2 separate regions of the Drosophila melanogaster genome follow, and region 2 is linked to region 1. The links are chromatin contacts, called in public Hi-C maps. All regions are on one chromosome and are shown on one strand. The core of a region is the stretch at or near the end of the contact, and the rest is flanking DNA. Distances in the headings are between cores, read along the strand shown. Region 1 holds the start of Nrd1 (Nardilysin). Region 2 holds the start of mei-217 (meiotic 217).

Region 1 (5,251 bases), core at 2,039-4,538:
ACAGATAACTTTCGTTAATGATCTCGTCCCAATTGCGACTCATTTCCGTGCTCAATGCCAAGTCCGCCACCAGCTTCAGCTTGATCAGAGAGTCGCGAGTGTGTTCGTATTCATCCTGAGGCAGGTGGCGCAGAATTTGCAGCATTTTGGCTCGGAACACCTCGATGCGGCCCTCCACATAGTCGGCCGTCGTCTTTGTCTCCTGTGAGTTAACCATAATGGAATATCCAGCAATGCCGTAGTTGAGTCTAACAGTGGCGCCCACATGGTAGCCCAGCTGCTCCTTTGTTCTCAATTGGTCAAACAATGGTTCGTCCACGAACATCATTAACAGATCGAGAATGCTCTCCACACGAACGGTATTGGGTCCGATTTGATAGAAGTTTGTGATCACCGTGTTTGTATCCTGCACGTTGAGCGCATGGCATCGGATAATACTAGTTCCCACCGGCAGCTTTACGGTAATATCTTCCAAAAAGCGTCCACGCTCCCTGATCTGCTTGCAATTGAGTCGACTTAGCAACGAGTTCATTACATTATGAGCGGACTCTTCCGTATAGTTGCCCTGGATGAGAGACTGGATGTATAGTTCCTTCGGGAACTGGTGGGCGAACTCGCGCATATCCTCCAAAATAACACTGCTGAGGCACTTGTACTTGTTGATCATCAGCCAGCGGATTCGTTCCAGCACACAGAGACGAATATCTCTGAAAAAGAGCGAGAAAGATGTATAGTTTAGTATCAGCATTGTGTAAATTCAGGGATTTCTTACCTGTTGAGTGCCTTTGGCTTGATCAAAGCGTTGAAGAAGGCTTTACGCTGGTTCTTTACAAAGGCAGAAAGCATATTTTCGTCGAGCGTCTCTGCCACATTGAGCATGCCTTCGGCAATGGCTTCCACGATGAGATGCAGTTTTTCATTGTAGCCGCACACCTTGAGGAGCAAGCCCTTTTCGATGGTGCTTAAGGAGTAAGAGAGTCCGGCACTTATGGCTGGATAAAGTTCCTCGCACACATGGAACCTGACCATTTCCTCGTAAAGTGAGCACATGGCATCGCTGAACGAAAAATTAGATGTTAATATATGAGAGAAACTTAGAAAACTACACTAATGTATGTACTCACTTCTTGGCATTTTGCCGCTGCATCGGCGAGATAAAATAGAAAGCCATATGGGCTTCAGGTAAATCGAACTTATCATCCTGGCGGAACCAGAGCTCGCAGGTGTCCGTCTTGATCAGCAACTTCGGGGAATCGGGAACTTCCGGCCTTCCCATCGAATGCCAATGCAGTGTGAAGTCATCCGTGACATATTTATTCGACTCGGGCAAGAACAATTCCGGAAGGGGCACCGAATCCTCCCACAGCTTGCGCCACTTCTCTGGCATTGGAATGGTGGCGTACTCAGTGCCGAACCACTCCTCCGTCTTATCATAGGCGGAGATGTCATCATACTTTCTGCGTGAGGTCACCATCAGGTTGAACTTCATCTCATTCAGGTGGCTAATCAGTTCTTTGAGATGCTCCTCATTGTACTCATAGTAGAGCTCCTTGCCGGTGAGAATATCTTTTGGTGGGAAATACTTCAAATTCAGCACCAGCTCCTGTACATTATCAAAGGCTGGACGCTGAGCATGGAAACGGAAACCGGTTTCCTCATTGCGCTGTTGCTCCTCGTAAACATCCTTCATGGAACCGCAGTTGGCGAAGAGCTTGACGTAGGCAAACGTTGCGGCCAGGACCTCGTCCAGATTCTTAAATCCCTCGTCGGTGAGATAAATGCAAATGTTAAACAGGGAATACATGGAGTTCATATCGAAGCCGTTTTCATCGATGCCAGCAATCAGTTGGAGAGCCCATAAGCGGCGTCTCAGGTAGGCGCACAGGCTGCCACGTCCCTCGTAGCCCAGCAGATACGAGAGGAACTGGTCGGGCTTGCTGCGGTAATACTGACGCACATTCGGCAGCACCCAAGTCAGCTCCAGTTTGGTCTCGTTCTCCACCGGCTTGACGAAGAAGACTTGCTCGTGGAACTCGGCCTTAAAGGCGTCCTTGTAGTTGAAGCTGCTCAAATCGGGAGCCTTCACCTCATTGTGCGGAATACCAGAGAAGTGGCGCACCACGAGTGATTCCAGCTCATCGATGGGCAAACGAGCCTGCAGGCAAACGTACATGCGATTGGCGCCATAGTGCTCTTTGCGGATCTCGTGCAAAATCTTGTGCAGCTCCGCGTCGTCAACGTTCTCTTTTAGCGACTTCATATTGCCCCAGGCAAAGGTGCCGTGGGGGAAACCTTTCGTGGCCAAACTGGCCAGCAGTTGATCACGCCTGGTCTCATCATCCTGAAGAATCTGCTGGAACTCTGAGTCCACAGCGCTGCGCTCGCGTTGCATAGCCTCTTGCTTCATCAGTGGCGCCTTCATCAGGGCCGTAAAATAGTCCAAACTGGAGTCCAGATGCTTCTCGGCTACCTCAAAATAGAAAAGCGTGTCCTCGCAGTCAGTGTTGGCATTGGCAAAGCCGCCGCATTTCTTAATATGTGCATCGAAAATGTTCTCCTTTGGGTACTTCTCTGAGCCCATAAAGATCATGTGCTCGAGAAAGTGTGCCAGTCCCTGGTATTTTGTGGGCTCAGCAAAAGACCCATAGTCAATCAATAGGGCGCAGGCGGCCAGCTTTTCGTCACCTTCCTCGCTGCTCGATTCCTCGCTGCTTTCACTATCGGTGGAGGTAGATGAGGTGGATTCACTGCGTGAGATTATGGAACTGCTGGTCGACACGGTCGACTTAGACGAGGACGACTCGGATGTGGTGAAGCCATCGTGTGGCATGGGACTGGGATCGGAGACAATCAACGCATGCAATCCATTCCCCAAGAGAAGTGTCCTAAGTGAAGACCAACCATTGAATCCAGTTCAACTGGGTTAATAGTCCGCTACTTACTTGTAAAGCTTCTTGTCCGTTTCCGACTTGTCCGGTATGTCCAGATACTTGACCTGGTCGGTCATTTTGCACAACGAGCTGTATGTGATCGCCCGTACGCCGGCTAATTGAGTAATTGGGCTCCGGCGTTTTGTACGTACGTGAAATTCGAATCGTCTAAACAAATGTGCGCTGTATCGCTGCCAGAGCATGCAAAACTCGAATGAGAATGAGACTTATGGCAATCCGTATCAACTGGGATCGGAGCTATGGAAAATCCACGGGGAAAAAATCACAGGCTGTCAAATAGCAAACGCAAAGGCAACTATTTTATATGTTAACGATACAAACTATTAATCGAAAGACGTGGGCTTAGTGATGGACCAGGTCCTTGGGTGTCGCCTTATCGATAACGTCGCAAATGTCAAATGGCTTGTGTGGCGGTATTTTTACATATAGGGAAATGAAAATTGGAAAACATTTTGTGATGTATGACAGTGTTCTTCATAGCTAATTGATTAGTGATTCAGTGTGGTCTTAGACGAAGAAAAAAAACCACACATAACAATTCTATCAATAGGTAATAAAAAATACCAAAAGCTTTGCACCGATTGGCGCGTGCAGATATCGAGAACCGATAGGCTTCGATAGGTTTGGACAAATAACGTCTGGTATCGAAAGGAAATTGTGTTGATTCCAAATAAATCCGATTCCAGCGGAGATGCAGTCGCGCAGCAAGTCCGATATGAAGCCCATACGAAAGGAGATCCTCAATCCGGGAAACGCCTACATCGAGCTAACCCCGGGCACCAGGGTGAGTTACTAAAACCGCTTGGCAGTTTGGCAGGTTTAGTTCCATCTGCGACAGCAAAAGCAAAACAGTGGGAAAATGGGCCAAGGCCAGTGGGTGGTGCAGCCAACAGAGACTCACTCCTCATGATATTGGCCTTTTCCAGGTGAAGTTCCACTTTCAAACGCGGAGGGCCGGCGACAGTCGCATCATCGATGATAGCCGCAAGATGGAGAAGCCCATGGAGCTGGTCCTGGGGAAGAAGTTTAAGCTAGAGGTCTGGGAGCTGATTGTGCAGCAGATGTCCCTTAACGAAGTGGCCAAGTTCACGGTACATAAGTCGGTAAGGGAATATGATATACACAGAGTCTGGACAACCTGATACCCACTGATCTAATTATTCTCCGAACTCTGGCACCTGCAGCTCTGCGCTCAATATCCTTTTATATCCAAGACCCTGCGGGACATTGGCAAGAAACCGGAGGAGCGACGTCACTGCTGCGGAATGACATTGCAGAACGAGGGCATTGGGTACACCGACCTGGATGAGCTGCTGCAAAATCCTTCCGATCTGGAGTTCATCATTGAACTGTTCTCCATTGAGCTGCCCGAGCAGTACGAAAAAGAGCGCTGGCAGATGTCCGACGACGAAAAGATGCTGGCCACCAGTACGCTGCGCGAACGGGGCAACAACTTCTATAAGGCCAGTCGGTTCACAGAGGCGGAGACCTGCTACCGCGAGGCTGTCGGAATTGTGGAGCAGCTGATGCTAAAGGAGAAGCCGCACGACGAGGAGTGGCAGGAGCTGGCGGCCATCAAGACACCGCTGTTGTTGAACTACGCGCAATGTCGGTTGATCGCCGGCGACTTCTACGCTGTGATCGAGCACTGCAACGAGGTGCTCACCCTGGATCCGCGCAATGTCAAGGCACTTTTTCGTCGGGCCAAGGCCCATGCGGGTGCCTGGAATCCAGCACAGGCACGTCGCGACTTCCTCGACGCCTTGGCCTTGGACGCCAGCCTCAAGTCGACCGTGTCTAAGGAGCTCAAGTCCATCGAGGATCAGCAGCAGGCACGTAACGTCCAGGATCGCATTCACATGCAGAAGCTCTTCTAGAACATAAGTTGCGTCAACGTGCTGCTCATGCTGCTTGTCTATTGGAGCAGCTACCTGCAGCGCTAGCAGTACTTGTCACTACCTTCTTTTCTTTCGCTGGCCGTCAGCTTCGCTCATGGTCTCGTGCTGCTCTGCTCGATGGCGAACCTATTCCTCTGCTGCTGGACCCTCAAGAAGCTGCTGCGAGCAATGCAGGGGCTCAGCTGGTGATTTTGCGACAACATAACACAATCAACCAACTCGGTACCATACCACCTCATTTTGTGAGAGCTGCATTTTGGGGCACTATATGCCCATACTCATCCTCCGCCTCGATTCACATTCAACGGTGTAGGCTAAAGGGTCTAAATATAATGTAAATGTACCATCCAGATGCTTGTGTGGAATTGTAATCGTGTGTATATGGAATGAAAAATGTTGTTT
Region 2 (5,251 bases), core at 1,656-4,155, 5.3 Mb after region 1:
GAACTCTTCTGATGATGCGAGGAATTGACCCAACTCCTTTGCTTCTGTATGAAATTGACCGAACTCCTCTGCTGCTGTGAAGAATTGACCCAACTCTTCCGCTTCTGTAAGGAATGGACCGAACTATTCTGCTGCTGTAAGGAACTGGCAGAACTGTTTTGCTGCTGTAAAGAATTGGCGGAAGCCATCTGCTGCATGTTAGTAAAACCGACAGAACTCTTCTGCTGCTCCTTTGGAGAGTTAGGTGTTTTCTGCTGATGCTCGACAGAATTAGCCGGACTTGTCTCCTCCTGTTGGGATTTAGCTGGAGTATTCTGCTCCTGTTGGATATTCTTCTCACCCGGAGAGGACTGGGCAGAACTTTTTGGCGTCAGCGGCTGTACTGAATCTTTACTCAGCAGTGTTATATTGGTCGAAGAAGAGCAACGTGCCTGGTCGCTTAAAGACTTTTGGCTGTCGCTAGGACGTACTGACGACAGCCAAGTGGTCACCGATTGATGATTGCTGTTGCTCGATTTCGGAAGCATGAAATCCGGCAAAAAGTTACCCAGCACAGGCGGATCTTTTACGCGACTAAAACGACTGGCAAGGCACGAAACAGTGCCGCCGTCATCTTGATTACGCACCCGCGGCGTTCGTTGTTTGAATCTCTTCGGGCGCTGGCCCAAATCAGGATACTCTTCGGCACTCACAACAAAGCTACGATCAGGCTTAGTGACTTCTTTAGATAAGCGCCAGACGTTAACATTTGGTTTGTAGACACCGGCCTTCGGTGTGGGAGTCATAATAGGCGTCACATCGCTTTCGACCAGGCCATTCGATGGTATGGTGCTGGGCATTGGGGGATACATTAATATATTTGCTTATTATAATGGTGTAAATAGAATATTCTACCCTATGGAGCTTGTGTTGGCATTTTGAGTAACTTCACGAACTTCACCATCGTCATCGTTGCGCAAGAAAACATTAAGCTGGAGGGGAATGTGCCTACGAGGGTCCTTTTTCTCTAGTTTATTCGTAGATGACATGCTTCCAGTTGATATGTGCTGGCTGAGCTCGCAAAGTATCCAGTGATTAGGTAGCTAGCACCCAACTTTAATTCGCAGTCGTGGGCGTGGGCTAAGAAATGTTGTTAATATTATGATTATTCATGATAGTGACATCCAAATGAGTATGTCCTAGTTTACCAGGCATATTTAATTTCACGTGTTTATGATGTCCTGAATACCAGATTCACTTACCTCTAAGGCGAACTAATTTTGGGCGATGAAGGCAATTGGTGACACGAGGTGTCTGAACTGCCGAAATAGGCAAGACAGCCAAGATACGATAGGTTTCCGTGACGCGCAGCTTTTGGTATTCACTCATGGGCCGCGAGCAGCTCGAACAAAAGGGTGCTGAAAGATATCAAGAAGATGGATTAGCAATGGAGCTGGCACAGGATCTCGTGAACAAGGAATGCTGGGTTAGATAACATTTTGTTAGACAGGGTTCCGAGGGTTGTGAGTATGGCTAGAGGTTAGAGGTTGTTAGTTAGAGGTTGTTGGCTGTGCCACAATTTGGATAAAGTGCACGTTGTTTCTTTATGTTCCTAGCCTATGGGACCTACCATCTGTTGAGCTGGTCTGTATGGCATTTCGCATACAGCCACTGCCGCAGTACCAGATCGATTGTAGGCTACAATGGAATATCAGGATATAAATTACACATATTATCAAAGATTGGTACACCCTAGCAGAGCAGCTGTGTGTTTTATAATTAATATGTTTAGAAACAGATATTGCCTAAAGCATAAGAAAATAATACATGCAATAGACAAATAATAAATACCATTAACCCACTTAAATAAAAAATAACGATAATACGATCCATGCTTTTTTAACTTTAACAACAATGAACATTCATAGAAAGTTAATGGGATATAGATATACTTCTTTTGTAGGTTGGTATTTACACTTAAGAGACTAAGCTTAAAACCCTCTTGAACTAAACCAAAAAGGGTAAACCAGCTTGGCTAGCTTGGTTAGTTAAGAACTATAACTATAATTAATCAGGCATGACAGGATACATAGTACCCAAACATAACCAAATCGAATAAGAAAAATGTGGAAAAAGCACACCAAAGCAAACTAGGGGAACATTGCAATTCTCTGCCAGGACATGTACAAACTGTAAAACTGACACCAGTGTTTCTTGCGGCGTGAAAGCGGCTAGGATGCCCCGGATCTGGGACAAGCCCAGCCGGGTCAACTGGTCCCGCGGCTCGAACTGCAGGCCCGGCGTAAAGGGCAGTCCCACCAGGCGCCAGTGGGCGTGCAGCTGGTTGATATCGATGGGCTTCAGGCCAGCGTCCTTGAGATGTGAGCGGATCAAGCCATAAACCGAGTAGCGGACCGCTTCTTGAAACTGCAGCGGTTCCTCGACGATGAGCTGCAGTAGTTGCGGTGAGATATCGAGTAGTTGCCGGTATTCGAAGTCCAGGCGCAGCTGGATGGGGGCCAGCAGGTCCTCTGGCCGCCGGGAGCTCATATAGTTCGCCACAAAGCGGCCAGAGGAGACCTGGACCAGCTTGAGCAGCTGCGTCTGCCGGCAAAAGTGCTCAACCAACTTCTGATCGTGGAATCTGTATTGTATATTAGCATTTCGTGTTTTATGTCTTTAGGAGCCTGCGAAAATAAATGCGCCCTGTTTTTTAACCAGGATTACCGTGCACTTACTGGCTTTTTAATGGAGTCTCGTTTACAACTGATGATCCTTCGCTTGCATCCACTGTGAACATTATACACTAATCCAGAAATGTGAACTTATTTCAATCCGACCTACTACCAAAGAATTTTAAAATGAAGTGTTTGACTAAGGAAAAATTGGAATTAAAACCGATTGCGATATGAAGTGTACCTATCGAGCCCTGATTTAAATCGATACTGAAGTTTTTCGATCGGGTAATGTGTGACTTAGATTTTAAATGTCGTTAAATGACTAATGACTAGCCTCCTACAATAAATGGATCTTTTGTTGCTTTGGCATAGAGTTCTTCAAAAGCGAAGAATAGAATATATAAATGTAGAATTTAAGGGCTTAAAACAATCGGAGTATTGTAAACTGTTGCCAGCTTTCCAATACATTTATTTTAGAAAAGTGATGCCAGATCGATGGAGTATCGCAACTATCTATAGATTTTATACACTAAAAAAACCGTATTTTAGTGATCTATCGTGAGTAGTTAGAGAAATATCTATGAAAGAAATTGTATCAATATCGATAAAAAAAACTTTTTAAAGTTTCAATTTGTTTAAACCATGTAATTTACTTTAATTTTTTAGCTAAATTTCATTTCAATATTTTTAGCTATTCCAAGCAAGACAATTTCACGTTTTACTCACGCTTAACCTCACATATTTCTGACACCAGCAGCCCGATAGAAAATAGCTAAAATATCCGTTCTTCTCTGACAACCAAGTTTATTATAAACTAAAAACTATAAAAAAAGAATGGTCTGAAGTGAATTTTTCATCTTGTTGTTTATTTTAGTTTTAGTGTATCATTTCTCAGTGTACACACGTTATTTGTATAAAAAAAAACAGACAGAAGTTTGTTTTTGCTGGTGATGATGTCTCCTTAACGGTTGGACTTGGCGACACGCTCCAACTCATCCTTCTTCTTGATGGCGTACGAGTTGGAAGATCCCTGGAAATACATTTAAACACAAGTTATTAGTATTGGCTATCAATGTTTTTCTAGATCTTTTATATGTTAATTGCGCTGTTATGTTACTGTTACTGCATTGTATGGATTCATCGCTTCTAAATAAATAAATATAAAAAAACAAGTCCCTAACTTATTTAAAGCTAGTGTTCCTTTACGTTTCTCATGTGCATTGAACTAAGCAATATTACAAGCACAAGGATAATAAAGGATGGAAATTAATCTGGTCCAAAAGCGAGACTACATAATTAAACCACCATGCAGAATTAGATTGGACCTATTATTAAGCTCTATATACCAACTCTTAAATAGTTTGCTAATGTTCTTTTACGTTTCTCGTGTGCATTAGACTGATATTGTCACAAGCACAAGGATAATAAAGGATGGTGATTGTTCTGGTCCAAAAGCGAGACTACATAATTAAACCACTATGCAGAATTAGATTGGACCCCCGCTATCCTAATCGAATCAGTTCCTAAATGCTAATTCATAAAAGTGTTCTTTTACGTTTCTCGTGTGCATAGGACAGTTAAGTGGTCACTAGCACAAGGATAATAAGAGATTTGGAGTTTGATCTGGTCCAAAAGCGAGACTACATAAATAAACCATGATGCAGAATTAGATTGGACTAGTTGAAATGACTAGCTGTGTCACTAGAAGGAAGAAAAGAGCTATTTCGAAGCTCAATTCTTGGGTTAATCCGAGTGCCGAACGTGGTTCTCGATCTGGTCTACAAGCGAGGCCAGGCATTTTGGTAGTACAATGCCAAGCATTAGAGTAGACCACCCCATTCCCACTTTGATCTCGCCACAAGCCCAATTTACCCACCTTAGCAGCGTTGATCAGCTCATCAGCCAGGCACTCGGCGATGGTCTTGATGTTCCTGAAGGCAGCCTCACGAGCTCCAGTGCACAGCAGCCAGATAGCCTAAAGGAAATATACGGAAAAAAATTAATTAAGTAACTTTATGAACGCAATCACAGCAGCGTAAGAATTTGGGGTTCTTATCGTTAGTAAAATGAAAGTGTGTTATGCAATTGATAATGTCTCTTCGTTTCATACGCCAAATGTCGGCTATACTACACATTATGACGCTACGGATATTAGATAGATTTTCGTTCTGGCCAAGTGTTATAAGCAAGCAGTCTCTAAACGAACCACAAGCCATTGCTACCGGCCACCGTGAGCACATGCATCTGGAAGGCAAATCTTCAGAAGAAACCCACCTGGTTGACGCGACGCAGGGGCGACACATCGACGGCCTGGCGACGGACGGTACCGGCACGTCCAATACGGGTGGAGTCCTCACGGGGTCCCGAGTTGATGATGGCGCTGACCAGGATCTGCAAAGAGGTCACAAAAAAAAATCGAAATGAGTAAGCTATCACTTGATCCACTCGAAGCACCAAAGTAGAATTTTTGCTGTTGATTTATTGCTTTATTAAGGTTGCATTTTTGAGGCCATGCCCTTAAGAGGAATAGCTAATCATGGGGTTTATTGTGGTCCAATTGAATACCACAACGCTGTAGGGATCAACGCTGCAGT

What was found. A called contact is a pair of places that touch in the nucleus more often than the background predicts.
Region 2: a Hi-C map of the Kc167 cell line shows a contact between it and region 1, with 2.4 times the contacts expected there. The contact joins the promoter of mei-217 here to the promoter of Nrd1 in region 1. A contact is called at or near these places in 2 of 107 Hi-C or Micro-C datasets (the Kc167 cell line and embryo).

What each region holds. Positions count from the first base shown.
Region 1 is chrX:11,865,605-11,870,855 of dm6, forward strand. It overlaps Nrd1 (Nardilysin), which reads right to left and starts at 3,289. Exons shown (of 4, transcript NM_132529.4): 1 at 2,943-3,289; 2 at 1,125-2,885; 3 at 773-1,057; 4 at 1-707. The coding sequence starts at 3,133. CG1847 reads left to right here and starts at 3,566. Exons shown (of 3, transcript NM_167311.3): 1 at 3,566-3,735; 2 at 3,878-4,054; 3 at 4,136-5,251. The coding sequence starts at 3,643. The coding sequence ends at 4,894.
Region 2 is chrX:17,140,085-17,145,335 of dm6, forward strand. It overlaps mei-217 (meiotic 217), which reads right to left and starts at 2,906. Exons shown (of 9, transcript NM_001031898.3): 1 at 2,718-2,906; 2 at 2,183-2,623; 3 at 1,610-1,677; 4 at 1,242-1,397; 5 at 895-1,119; 6 at 1-831. The coding sequence starts at 2,779. The coding sequence ends at 1,007. It overlaps mei-218 (meiotic 218), which reads right to left and starts at 2,906. Exons shown (of 7, transcript NM_001144743.2): 1 at 1,610-2,906; 2 at 1,242-1,397; 3 at 895-1,119; 4 at 1-831. The coding sequence starts at 1,028. It overlaps RpS5a (Ribosomal protein S5a), which reads right to left. Exons shown (of 5, transcript NM_078658.3): 3 at 4,932-5,048; 4 at 4,534-4,632; 5 at 3,504-3,687. The coding sequence ends at 3,619. It overlaps snoRNA:Psi28S-1192d (a small nucleolar RNA gene), which reads right to left and starts at 3,984; the gene lies at 3,850-3,984. It also overlaps snoRNA:Psi28S-1192c, snoRNA:Psi28S-1192b, snoRNA:Psi28S-1192a, snoRNA:Psi28S-2876 and snoRNA:Psi18S-1854c.